Linked DNA regions of Drosophila melanogaster: region 1 is linked to region 2. Evidence: chromatin contacts called from public Hi-C data. All regions are on one chromosome and are shown on one strand. The core of a region is the stretch at or near the end of the contact, and the rest is flanking DNA. Distances in the headings are between cores, read along the strand shown. Region 1 holds the start of CG9776. Region 2 holds the start of CG14641.

What was found. A called contact is a pair of places that touch in the nucleus more often than the background predicts.
Region 1: a Hi-C map of the Kc167 cell line shows a contact between it and region 2, with 4 times the contacts expected there. A contact is called at or near these places in 37 of 107 Hi-C or Micro-C datasets (the D17-c3 cell line, the Kc167 cell line, the ML-DmBG3-c2 cell line and 10 more) and 3 of 7 datasets of targeted methods (all in the Kc167 cell line).

Annotation. Positions count from the first base shown.
Region 1 is chr3R:4,329,799-4,336,262 of dm6, reverse strand. It overlaps CG9776, which reads left to right and starts at 2,192. Exons shown (of 7, transcript NM_141198.4): 1 at 2,192-3,041; 2 at 3,104-3,271; 3 at 3,786-3,973; 4 at 4,039-4,716; 5 at 6,015-6,163; 6 at 6,229-6,464. The coding sequence starts at 2,351. Skp2 (S-phase kinase-associated protein 2) reads left to right here. Exons shown (of 5, transcript NM_164340.4): 3 at 1-254; 4 at 318-477; 5 at 534-1,384. The coding sequence ends at 720. CG14645 reads right to left here and starts at 1,165. Exons shown (of 1, transcript NM_144068.3): 1 at 757-1,165. The coding sequence starts at 1,146. The coding sequence ends at 853.
Region 2 is chr3R:4,228,062-4,235,273 of dm6, reverse strand. It overlaps CG14641, which reads left to right and starts at 2,932. Exons shown (of 1, transcript NM_141183.4): 1 at 2,932-4,495. The coding sequence starts at 3,032. The coding sequence ends at 4,288. abs (abstrakt) reads right to left here and starts at 2,227. Exons shown (of 1, transcript NM_079496.4): 1 at 233-2,227. The coding sequence starts at 2,145. The coding sequence ends at 286. DhpD (Dihydropterin deaminase) reads left to right here and starts at 6,036. Exons shown (of 5, transcript NM_141182.3): 1 at 6,036-6,229; 2 at 6,286-6,546; 3 at 6,640-6,794; 4 at 6,853-7,126; 5 at 7,182-7,212. The coding sequence starts at 6,131. It overlaps Gel (Gelsolin), which reads right to left and starts at 57. Exons shown (of 9, transcript NM_206427.4): 1 at 1-57.

The sequences.
Region 1 (6,464 bases), core at 943-3,442, 100 kb before region 2:
TATTGAGCTCGATGATGACATCTGTGCAGAGATCGCAAAGAATGAAGCTTTGGAGGCGGTCAATCTGACTATGGCTAGTGGCCTGACGTCCAACAGTGTTCGCCTGATGATGGAGTCACTTACCAGCCTAAGCAGCTTAAACATATCGTGGACTGACCTAAGTGCGGATGCTGTTACGGCGTTGGTTACCCACATTTCCCCCAACTTAATTCGGCTCAATATCGCTGGCTGCCGCCGCGTTTTGTTTGACTCGCGTAAGTAGTTCCCACCGTCTTCAATGATATATTTCCTTTTTGATTTGAATTTAATTTGTTTAGATGTTGCAACCCTGCAAAAACGGTGTCCTCAGTTGTTGGAGCTTGATCTATCTGATTGCAATAGTCTAACACCAACAGTCATTACTGCAATTATGAAGTTCAAGATGCTGGAATATTTGTCCGTCTCCCGATGCTATCTTATTCCAGCAACCAAATTTATGTAAGATTTTTCCAGCAAGCGTCTGATTAATCCCTACCCAGTCATTTTCCTTGCAGTGAACTTAAGAGTATGCCCTCGCTAACCTATTTAGACATATTTGGGATGCTGTCGGACACTGCAATGGAAGTCCTTGAGAAACAACTGCCAAAAATGGGTATAAACAAATTCATTCACAGTTCGGTATCCCGCCCGACTGTTGGCACGCGACGCACCTCCATTTGGGGTCTGCGCACGCGCGACTAAGTCTCGACTCTGCTGCTTCCGTTACCATTTGAATTTGTTTTGCTGCGTAAGCCACCCGTAACGCAGTTATTTTATTCTCAATTCAACAACATAAATAATCACATTTAGCTGTTCTTATTTTTGTGCGTTTGGTCACTGATCCGCTTCGCTAAGGGGCTCCACTGGTTTCTCCCATTCCCATTCCTCCCAGTTGACGCAGTTCTTGAGACTATCCATGAATCCTGTTTCGCTGGGGCACTTGATTTCAATGGCTGGTTTGTTAAGTGTCTCACACTTCCAATACGATGTGGCATCCCAATTGTTGCGGAAAACTACAATGTCTAGCTCGGCTTGGGTCTTGCAACCCGGCTGTCCGTCACCATCATAGGCGAGGGCAATGCCAAAAGAAATCACTAGTAGGGAGGTTAGAGCGAGCTGAACCTTCATCTTTCAAAAAATGTTCTATGGTCTACTGGAAGTACTCGAAGCCTTTTATAGTTACATAGTTGCAGCGGTATAGTATCCAAGTGCAGCTACTACCAGAAAATGCTTTTATAAATTGGCATTAATGTAAACACTCGAGAGAGGAAGGAAAAGATAACAGTACTTGCCCTTGACTCCAATCTGTTCAAACTAAAAAAGGTACAATGAGTCACCCAATTTTCCATTTAAAAATTCATTGTTTTTATACTATATTAAATATTTAAGAAAATAAACAAAAAATATGTCTTTTATCAAGGAAAGCATAATCAAGCCAATTCAAAACAAAATCATATAGGGAAACGACAAATATAAATATTTTCGATCTAGTTCGTAATCATAGGTTCAAGAACAAAGTTCGTATTGGACAGCCTGCCAAATTTAAAGATTCAGCAATATAAAAGTAACTAAAGCAAGAGAGAAGGCTATGGTCGAGTTCCTCGACTATCAGATACCCGTCACCCGTGGCAACATGGGTCAACTAACTTGCGCTGGGTATTTGTCTCTAGAATCTGTATGCTTAATCTCAACCTTCTAGCTTTTATAGTTCCTGAGATCTCGACTTTCATACGGACAGACGTACATGGCCAGATCGGCTATTGATCCTGGTCAAGAATATATGTACTTCATATGGTCGGGAACGCTTCCTTCTGCCTGTTTCAACGAATCTAGTATACTCTATTACTCTACGAGTAACGGGTAGAAATATAAAATTGAAACTATTTTGAGTCATCCCTCCAATTGGTAATTTTTTTATATATTAACGGAAATTTAAAGTGCGTTACAAAAGTAAAAATTCTTTTGGTGCTAGTATGCTTAACGGGGTGGACATTTCGGCGTTTTCCACACTTCTTGGGAAATCACTTTAGACAAATTTGTACCAATGTCGGTACTTAATAGTATTTAACTATAACTTACCTTTTGCCTTTGGTGTGAATAGGCTATTAAGCCAAAGAGTAAACATTCGTCGATTGTAACTCCCTTGTCATCGATGTTGGCCAATACGTGACAACATCGATAGTATCGATAACTATCAGGTTCAGGTTCGCCTGTATTGCACTATTTTGCTTCACACACGTAATTTCGGAATTTGCCAGAAAAACACCGATCTGCTATTGATCTTAGTCCAAAATTGCGTTTTTAAGTCGAAAAGACACTTTTCGGCTTTTAGATGGATGAAGACTCGGCTACGATACAGCTGGGGGATAGGCGTCTCGGTAACGCGGTCGATCATGATCTGCTTCCAGGGCCACCCGGCGTCGATGAGAAAAGCGGAAACGAGAACTGCGAGCCCAGGAGCAGTGGGTCGGGAAAGCGCGGCAAGTCGAATTCCAGGCGCCGTTCCACATCCCGTGGTCGGTCGGATTCCCGCAACACATCGCCGTCGAACACCCGGCGAAGGCATTCCCTGTCCCGCTCGCTGACTCCACCGCGTCGTCGTTACGATTCGCCCGATTATGGGCGGTACTCCCGACGGCGCTTTGATCGTGATCGGCGACGCTCCCCCGAACGCCGGCGCTCTCCGCCACGTCGCGGACGACGGTACGGACGATCCCGGTCCCGCAGCATGTCGCCCCGACGGGGAGGTCGATGGTCACCAAAAAAAAAACCGTCGTCGCCGCCAGTGCCCCCTCCGCATGGAGGACCACATCCTCAAATGACCCCTGGCTATGGAGCTATGGCCGCACATATCTACGGATCATACGTCGCTCCACCAGATGTTTACGGTCACCAATATGGAATTCCGCCTAACTCGTTTCCACCTCAGGGACCGGGGTACGGTATTCCAGGTGCCCCGCCGGACCAAAGCTCTTTTGGCTCTGGCTACGGTCCGCCTCCCACAAGCGCGTGGGACGTAAATGGTACGTTTCTAGACATTTAACGCCAAAAGCCCTTCATTTATTAAGCATATTATTTCCTGCAGTGTACGGTCAGCAGGTGTGGATTAACCAGCCTATTTCTGGGGTCCAGCCATCCGCTTCAGACTCCCTGATCCAGCCACAGAAGGCCCGCGAAACTCTCTCTGGCAAGACGATAGGCGAGGAGCAGTCGGTGCCAGCGCTCGAAGGCGCAGGTTTGACGCCTCAGGATGGTAAGTGTGGAAATGAATTACAATGTGATCACTACGAACATTCACATGCAAACCTCTCACATTGTTTTATTACTGTTGTCATGATTACTTGTACTTGTAACTTAATTGCGCGCAAATGAATCGCATACCAGAAATTACCAAAAGTCTAGGGTAAAGATCAGATTAATCAGAATCTAGAAGTACACGCGCTGCAAGAACTAACCAAGACCAACCCGAGCGATAGTCTCGAAATGTTAATTCGTTTCAAAAAGAAAATGCAGAGTTTCCGTTTTTGTGTGGCAGTCGAAACAAACAATTACGCCAACCTGGACGACCGCCGCCCCAACTGGCTCTTCATTCAACGAGGACTGGCAGAACAAGCAATCACGGCGACTGCATCCGAGTGTAATTAGCCGATGAAATGCACTCGAGAATGCATTTGTAAATGAAATTTTAACTTTTATTTATCTAGGAAGAATGTTTATTAATTAAAACCTATATATTTATCCCCCATATATATACCGTCGATCGGCAGCTGTTGCCCAAGAAGCGGAGAAGCAAAAGGACGAGCTTAAGAAACAGCGCGCTAACTATGTCAAAAAGGTATCGCTGCTCAAGAAGGAAATGAAAGTACTTAAGGACCAGCGCGAGGACCTGGCAGCAGGCGATGCCCCACCCTCGCCAACCACAAAGAATTTCATCGAAGAAAACGACCGCCTGCAGGTGAATTGGGATCCCAAAACCTTATCTGTTAGCCACTCTATGTAACCTGTTTTCATCCTGTATAGATGCAAATTAAGAAGAAACTTGACACAATTGAAAACGTTATAGATATGCTGAACGGCATAATTGGCTACGAAGAAGTTGAAGATGAACCATCTAACCAAAAGTCCCATGGCAAGACTCAACCGGAACAACAGGATAGTCGCTCGCACTCCTCCAGTGAGAGTTCTGCAGATAGCTCTGAATCCAGCTCATCATCTAGTACTGCTTCCGATTCGTCATCCGATAACGAAGACGGGGAAGGGGCAGGCGGCGCCGTAGGAAGTCCAACCAATCGGCTAAAGCACCGCGCCATAAAGTCGATGAAGTCAAAGCAGCTACATGGTGAAATGAAGGCAGTGCCAACCCAAGCACAAAATTACAATTTTGTGTTTTTCGATCCCGAGCAGCATTGGTGCGAGAGCTGTGGAGTTTTTCCAAAGTCTGCTCGAGACTATTTAAAGCACTTGCATGCCGAGGAACACATGAATCGAGAAACCATAGAAACTCCGTGGCATGTGGGTATTGACCACGATCCCTTTCCCACATTTGAAAACGCACCTGCCAGGCGCGTCCCCGTGAGGGGCATGCAATTTCTGGTGCCGGCTAACGCTTGGTTTTGCAAGCTCTGCAGTGTTTGGATTGGAGACTTGCACTGCGCTTCTGCTCATCTTAAGTCTAGGCTTCACTCCAATAAGTATCAGGTGAGTAGTAATATACATCTTTTAAAGCTCTTATGAAATATTTACTGTCACAAATATTCTTTACCATGTTAATTTAGGGTTTTGTATTTAATTAATAAAATATATATATTAAATATAAAAATACGGAGCTTGTAGGGCTGGTGGATAGAAGTACTTCCCAAAAACAAAATTGAAACAATAGTTTTGTTAAGATTGAACGTTATTTACATATCGTGAAATCATTTCTACGTTTAGCTTACATCAAAAGTTTTGTGTGTTAAATTTGCACTTAAGATATTTAGGTAAATTACGTTATTCACTTGTGCTTTCATGCATAAAAAAAGTTCGGATTTCAGGCATTTGCCATTCGCACATAATATCAGCTGTCACTACCCTTGGCAATGATGTAGTGTATGAGCAGAACAAGTTTGAAGATTGCTCCAATTGTCAACTTTTTTTTTTGCTGTAAAGTTGGCTTTTACCTTTGTGTCAATTTATTAATTATTAAATTGGCTTATTTTTAAAAGGTTAATTCTTCTTTTCCTTCCCAGCAACAAAATTTAATGGTAAGATGGGAATGTGAATGTAAATGGAGTAGCCAACATGTGCTTTAAATATATTGTTAGTACTTATGTAATCTTACTACAATCATAAGTTAACAATAAATAAATGGAAGCCTATAGAGGCATGTCCGTTTGTATGAACATCGAATTTTTGGGAACTATAAAAGATACCTAAGCATGCAGATTCTATTGAGGTTTTCGTGGCGTAAGTTTCTTTTAGAACATTGTCACACCACAAAGGCCACAAACGGTGGCTATTCTATGGTATTTGACGCCCAAAAACTGTCTCGCCCACACTTTTTAAAAATTTCATTATACCCGTTACTCGTAGTAAAAGGGTATACTAGATTCGTTGAAAAGTATGTTACAGGTCGGACTCGTTTGTGGCCATATAAAATAAGGATATTCCTGATCAAGATCACTAGCCGAGTCTGGCCATGTCCGCCTGTCAGTCCGTTTGTATGAACGTCGAGATCTCAGAAACTATAAGAAAAACTTCGAGAAGATTTAAGTTTATTCATTTCCCAATTTCTATCGACATGCCAAAAAAAATTTTATAGCTCTCGTTCGCACTTCCACTGAGTCACCAAAGGGTATCTAATAGTCGGGGACCACTCTTGTCAAAACTAACATAGGCCTTCCACTTACCTTTCTCGTATATATTTTATAATTGCTTTTATTAATTCTTCGCCTCATGCAATTATTCTCCTGTCAATTTGGAATATATTATTGACTTTTTGTACCCGTGCATTGCAGCAATTTTTAAATCAGAACCCCAACTATGAAATAGAGTGGCAAACAAACCGCGAGCGGGCCATGAATCAACAGAAAGATCACGATGATGCCAAGAATAAAAAGTCCAAGAAAGACGAGGACAAGGCGTCCAAAAAGAGGAAAAAAAAGGGGTAAGGGTCATAAGAATAATTTGAATCCAGATTATATTTTATATTTGTTTCTTTTTTACAAACAGCGGGGACAAAAAAAAAAAGAAGCGCAAGCACGGAAAGAAGAGCAAACGTAGTACAATAGATGCAAACAGCACATCGTCATCCTCCGATAGCTCTTCGTCGGAAGAGGAAAATGGACAGCAACCAAAGAAAGGTCGTACCGAACAGCAACCAATTTGTCAATCAGATAAGTCGACTAATGCAGCATCAATACGAGTGGCCATGAGAAAGCAGGAAAGCACACCAACAAATTTGAAGC
Region 2 (7,212 bases), core at 1,683-4,182:
GAATAAAAGCGCTTCGAACGACAAGCATGCAGAGCTCTGCCTCAGACACTAAACGAAAGCCAAAGCTCGTCTTCGCTTTTATAATATTTTTCTTAAGCCCGAAACGCGCGCGCGTCCGGCCGAGATCGCTCTCTGGGGTTGCTGGGACGATTGATAAGCAAAGCTTCGTGCGATAAGCAGCAAACTGAACTTAAAACAGAGTGAAAATAAATTTAAAAGTTCCCAGAAAAGTATGTATGTATACTAATCTATTTATTACTATTTTAATTTGGTGGTGGTAGTGGTTTAGTAATCCGCAGCGGTGTTAGATAGGTAGTCGCGACGTCCTATGTTTGAAGCTTGCTTGTTCTGAACAGCCTCAAGTTTTGGGCACTCCGTGATGCGATGGCCCAGACCACCACAGTAGGTGCAGCCATGCGAGTCACCCAGGTCCAGGTGCTGGTGTTCGGTCTCAGGTGCCAGTTCGTCCAAGAAGTCCGGGACCTCTTGCTTGCCCTCGATTAGCAGGTGCTTCAGGTCGAGCAGAACCGACTGCTCGGTAGTCTTGTTTATCAGCGTCGTAGCCAATCCCTTAGTGTTGGAACGACCTGTGCGGCCAATACGATGCACATAGTTTTCAATATCGTCCGGCATGTCGTAGTTAATAACGTGTTGCACGTTAGGGAAGTCCAGGCCCTTCGATGCCACGTCGGTGGCCACCAGCACATCTTTTTTGCCCACGCGGTAAGCATCGACTGCCCGCGATCGTTCTTCCTGATCCTTTCCGCCGTGAATAGCCACCGCCTCCACGCCTTTCAACAGCAGATACTCATGTATGCAGTCTACATCCTGCTTCTTCTCAGCAAAAATGAGCACGGGCGGCGCGGTCTTCTGTAGGCAGTCCAGCAAATATACCACCTTTGCCTCTTGCTTAACGTACTCAACCTGTTGGGTGACGTTCATTGACGCAGCACCTGCGCGACCCACATTTATTGTGACAGGCTTCACGAGAGCTGATCGAGCAAAGTTCTGGATCTTTTTTGGCATGGTGGCAGAGAATAAAAGTGTCTGTCGCTGGCCTTTGAAGAAAGAGAATATCGTACGAACGTCCTCTTCAAATCCCATGTCAATCATGCGGTCAGCCTCGTCCATGCACAAGTACCGGCACATGTCCAGCGTAAGGATCTTCTTGTCCAGCATATCCATTAGACGACCAGGGGTCGCCACCACAATATGTACGCCGCGTGAGATGACGTCAAGGGCCTCGCTGACCGGCAAACCACCCATGGCCAGGCAGGAACGAATCTCAGGCATTCCGCATGCCTGGAGGTGCTTGCTGTAGTGTTGAATTATCTCGTGTGTTTGCTTGGCCAGTTCGCGGGACGGGCAAATGATCAGGCCGTAGGGGCCCTCGTTACGCTCAAAAGGCAGACTATACTCCTGTTCCAGGGCAAACATGATGACTGGCAGCACGAAGACAAGCGTTTTTCCAGACCCAGTGAAGGCTATTCCAATTAGGTCGCGGCCGGCTAGTACAGTGGGCAGGCCTTGCACTTGGATTGGGGTCGGGTTCTTAATGCCTTTGGCCGCTAAGCCGTTAAGTATACCTTTAGGGAACTTCATTTCCCGGAAGCTGCGAATTGGCGGGCTGGGGGTTTCTCCCTCCACTAGGATCCTCAACTCGTGGCGAACGGCCTCGCGCTCTTCCTCCGACATTTCCCGAATGTAACGCGGCGGTTTCCAAGCTGTTTTAATAGGCTGCTCGTACTGAATCCCCTTCGCCAACTCTGCCACACCCATAAGGGCCTTCTGCTGAGCAATGCTCTCCATAATCTTTTCCTCCTCTCGCAGCTGCTTTTCGACGGCACTCAACTTTTTGGCCTCGGCAATTTTCTTCAGTTCTGTGTGCTGGTCCAGCAGACTAATGTTGTACTTGCGTCCCCAGGTCTCGACATCGTGCGCACCCTGCGAGTCGTCTTCATTCTCATTCTCGCTTGACGACTTGGGCTGGGCCGTTTCCGAAACCAGTTGCACGATCCTGCCCAGCTTTATCATGTGCTGCTTCTTCCGCTCCTTCACCGGTACGTATGGCACGTAGTCCTCGTTGTCCAGGTCGCCTTCCTCCGAGGACTTAGACGACCTCCGATACCGCTTTACGTGCGCCATAGCATTCGATCTATATTTCTGATTTTTGTTTGTTTCGTTTTCGCCTAATTTGACTACAACAAAGGCCACCGTACGACGTTTTAAATTAGGCGAGCCCGAAAAATACTATATTCTAATGGGTATCGATTACAGTTATTAAACAGTGATTCCACTGACAGCTTCTTGCTTATGATATATTCATGGCATGCAGACCGGATAATAGTTTTTTTTTCAATTTGGGCAAAATCTTTCGATTTCGTTTTTAGGTGCTCTGGTTTTCTGAGTTTGAGATTGAGTCTTTCTTTTTTTGTGAAAACCAAGCAACGTGAAAAATGCAACTTTTAGCGCGAAGGTTGCCATACTGTTGGTGAAATATAACAGGCAGGTAAAAATACTTAGTAAATATATTTAAAGCAGGGCCAAAAGTGCTGTTCGTAAATAATGATAATTAATTGAATAACATAAGTGGTCAGAGCGCAGTGAATACGTAACTGCGAACATCGGAATTAAAAGTGCCAAAAACTCTGTGTAAATCGCCCAGAAACATTTTATATGAACTTATGCGTGCTATCAAAAGTGTTTCAGGAACATTTCTGTTAAACGGTTAGCGAACATGAATAGTACAGAATAGTAGAATATCGTATTGATCGGTTTCGGATCAGTCGAATGCAATATATTTTTGTGTGCATTTGGGTATAGATATATATTCTAAGCAGTGTGAATATGCTATTAAATTCAATAAATTATATCGATTGCTGACTTTGAACTAACTGTCTGCTTCTGGCTCAACTTATCGATATTGGTATATCACTCGCGACACACCACCATTTTCGACAAGTAGAAAGCGAATGAGCATTGTCTAAATTTAGCTCGGATTTTAAGTGCAAGGTACATAAGTGCCGCTGCTATGTCTATGTCAAAAACGACTAACACCTATAACCGGCAGAACTGGGAAGATGCTGAATTCCCAATTCTGTGCCAAACTTGCCTTGGCGACAATCCGTACGTGCGGATGATTAAAGAGCGGTTCGGCAAGGAATGCAAGATATGCACGCGTCCATTCACAATATTTCGATGGTGTCCTGGTGCTCGTATGCGCTTCAAAAAGACGGAGATATGTCAAACGTGTGCGCGCCTGAAGAACGTGTGTCAGACCTGCCTCTTGGACCTGGAGTACGGACTGCCGATTCAAGTACGAGATGCGGCGCTCAAAGTGGCTGACAATATGCCACAAAGCGACGTTAACAAGGAATACTACATCCAAAACATAGACGCCCAGCTGCAGGACGGAGATGGCACGGAGGCGGCAGGAGCTGTCGGTCGATCCCTCGCCGCCAACGAGATGTTGTCCAAGCTTGCGCGCACAGCACCCTATTACAAAAGAAATCGGCCGCACATCTGCTCCTTTTGGGTTAAGGGCGAGTGCAAGCGTGGAGAGGAGTGCCCATACCGCCACGACAAGCCCAACGAGCCGGACGATCCGCTATGTGAGCAAAACATCAAGGACAGGTACTACGGACGCAACGATCCTGTGGCCGAGAAGATCATGAAGCGTGCAGCCTCGCTTCCCACACTCGAGCCGCCGGAGGACCGCAACATCACAACTCTCTATGTGGGGAACCTTCCTGAAGAAATCACGGAACCCGAGCTGCGAGATCAGTTCTACCAGTTCGGCGAAATTCGATCAATTGCGCTGGTGCCACGCCAGCAGTGCGCTTTTGTGCAATACACCAAAAGAAACGCTGCCGAGCTGGCTGCTGAGCGGACCTTTAATAAACTGGTGATCCAGGGCCGGAAGGTGAGCATTAAGTGGGCTCACTCTCAGGCAAAGCAGGGCACCGCTGCAAAGACAGACAGACGCTTCGACTTGGCCGGCATTCCACCGCCTAGCGCGAAGCCCAACGACTACTTCAATCTTCGCCAAGAGCAAATCAATGTCATGCCCGCCGGCATGAAGCTGCATCAGTTGCCATCAAATCTAGTTCCGGCGTCGGCTTACCAAATGTATGGTCAGCCTACTTATGCAGCTCCCTACGGAAACGCCACTTCCACAGCCCTTTCTTCCTCGGGTGTCAATTTGGATTCCATATCGATTCCTCCGCCACCGGGTCAAGTACCGTATCCAAGTCAGGACGCCAGTCGGATGGGAGCTGTTAAAAAGTAGGAAAACCCTGTGGTCTACAATGGTTCCAATTCAATAAATCATTTTTATAAAATTAAATACAAACTTTTTAAAGTGGTCAGTTCCATAAAAATGACTTAATATTAATAGAATTTATCCGTATGGACGAAATTGTTTTCGATTCGAATTGTTAAGAAAAAACACCAAACAATTAGAGAGGAGAAGATAATAATAAATGATTTAAACTCTAAAAAAAAAAAGAAAAAAAGAACAAATTTTCGTCACAAAAGCTTATATCAAAACTTTTGTACATATGTATGTTGATGTGCGTTCGTCACTCGTTTTTACCTTTAATAAATGCTTTTCTTTGATTTGGACGATATTTGGGATTAAAAAAAGTACACCAATGCACATGTACATATGTAAGTTCATTCTTCAGTATTTATAGGGGAACTTAACATTGGGATTATGACTACCTCCCTGCATTCCATTCATTCAGATTTCATCAGCTCATTACTGATCATTAAAAATCTCGATCAAATTAATCACAGGTTAATTTGTATTAAAAAAAAAAACCATGACCTGAACCTATGTTCTAGGAAATCATCGCATAGCGCAAAATCAAAATCACGCATAAGCGCTATAAATGATAGCTCAATTCATCTCTCTACACCTCTTTTTATTCACTTAATCCTCTATCAATTTTAATGAAAAAGTGAAATTTCAGTCATTTATTAATAAAAATGTATTTTCTTAATTAGACTTATTTAAATTATGCATAGGATTTAAATTTAAGAATACAAATACATATATATGTATGTGAAATTCCAGAGTCTTTGGCGTCCTGTCCTACGGAGTTAGGACCAGCTTCTTTTCAGTTCACATGTCCGATTTACCTTAAGGTAAAATAATGTATAATTATGTATACAAAAACGAGTTAAACCAATTTACCTTAAATTATCGTTTCTGTGAGTAGTGTTTGTTGCTTATTGTAAAATAAATCCATTACCTGTAATTATTATTGAATTAAATTCCAAAATATTTACAATTTTTTTTTAAAACAAGCACTCAAAATCGCGTCTACTTCTCACAAAAGTCTATAGGCAAGTGATCTGCAAACATGTTCTATGTACATTACAAATTTAAAATTTAAATTTAAATTTGCAATTAAATAAAAAATCGCATACTGAGACCTTCGGTTAGAAATTAAAAAGCGATGAATTTGTTTTCAAAATCATCGCTTATTCCTCGTTATGATTAAGAACATTAGCATCGCTTTAAAATTTTAAGAGAGAGATGATGTAATATTTTTTAATAGCGATGAATTGTGGGACTACAGGGTAGGTAAAGGTTACATATGTACAGGTGCGAGCAGTGCAAATATGTTTATTCTAATGAAATCTTAGACTAACTGTAAATTATATAATGGCTATATTTCTTTTACCCGTCACTCTTACTCTTCTTTACTTCCAGAAAGGGGGTTTTGTCTTAGCTAAACATATGATTAATGTATTCTATGTTTTTTCAATATTCATTCCAATATACAATTTTACAATTAATGGTTTTGCAACAGCTATTTTGAAGTTAATTATTGCTTGTTTTGTAGTTTTTACCGATAAATCACACGTGTGCAAGCGATCGCTTATTAAAACAGTAATAAGTAATAATATTTAAAGTAACGACCAAACGATTGGGAATAATCTTTCCAGCGATTTAAACCTTGAAATAAAAAGTAAGTGTCATCCCCGTATGATTATGCGCACATTCGCAGGGCGACGCGTGCACCTAGGCGAGAGTTTTAAAACTTGTTCAGCGGATCTTGATCATTACATTCTCAAGTCTGTCGTACAGCACGTTTAAGCCCGCTGATAGTAAATCAGAGCAATGGCAACCGTGTTTCTTGGAACTGTCGTGCACACCAAGTCGTTCAGCGAGTTTGAGTCCTTTGAAGGAGGATTCCTGGCAGTGGACGACGCTGGCAAGGTAGGCAATTTAATGCCCAGAACAAAACAATGAGCAATGAACAATTTCGCTCACAGATAATAGGAGTGGGACAAGACTACCATGCGTGGGCAAGCAGCAATCCGGCCCACGCCAAGGGTCTGACCGAGGTTCACCTGTCGGACTACCAGTTCCTCATGCCGGGCTTCGTCGACTGCCACATACACGCCCCGCAGTTTGCGCAACTGGGACTGGGACTAGACATGCCTCTTCTGGACTGGTTGAACACATACACTTTCCCGCTGGAGGCGAAGTTTTCCAACCACCAATACGCCCAGCAGGTCTACCAGGGTGTGGTCGTAAGTAGTACTTGGGAGCACACAAACGTCTTATCGATGGGTCGCACCGGCCGTCTATTTTTATTAGCTGATAATGATAATATTACACCCCAGGAAGCAACACTGCGGTGCGGAACCACTCTGGCGTCCTATTTCGCCACCAACCATCTGGAGTCAACGCTGACCTTGGCGCGGGAGGCGGTGCGTCAAGGCCAGCGGGCACTGATAGGCAAGGTCTGCTCCAACTGCAACAGCCCCGAGTTTTACGTGTAAGTACAGAGCGTGACGGATTTGGTCTGGTCAACTCAATGTTGTTGCTCTGCACAGGGAGACTGCGGAAGAGTCGGTCAGTGCAACCCTGGCTTTCGTGGAGGGCGTGCGGAAGCTCGGCAGCCCGATGGTGATGCCAACGATTACGCCCCGCTTTGCCCTTAGCTGCAGCAAGGAGCTGCTAAAGAGTCTGGGCGATATAGCAAAGCGATTTGACCTGCATATCCAGAGTCACATCAGCGAAAACCTGGAAGAGATCGAGATGGTAAAGGGGATATTTAAGACCAGCTATGCCGGAGCATACGACGAGGCTGGACTGCTAACGAATAAGGTTAACTCTTTTAGGTTCCAGTATGTGTCCTTTCTTAACCTTTACTACCTTACAGACTGTACTGGCTCACGGCGTGCATCTGGAGG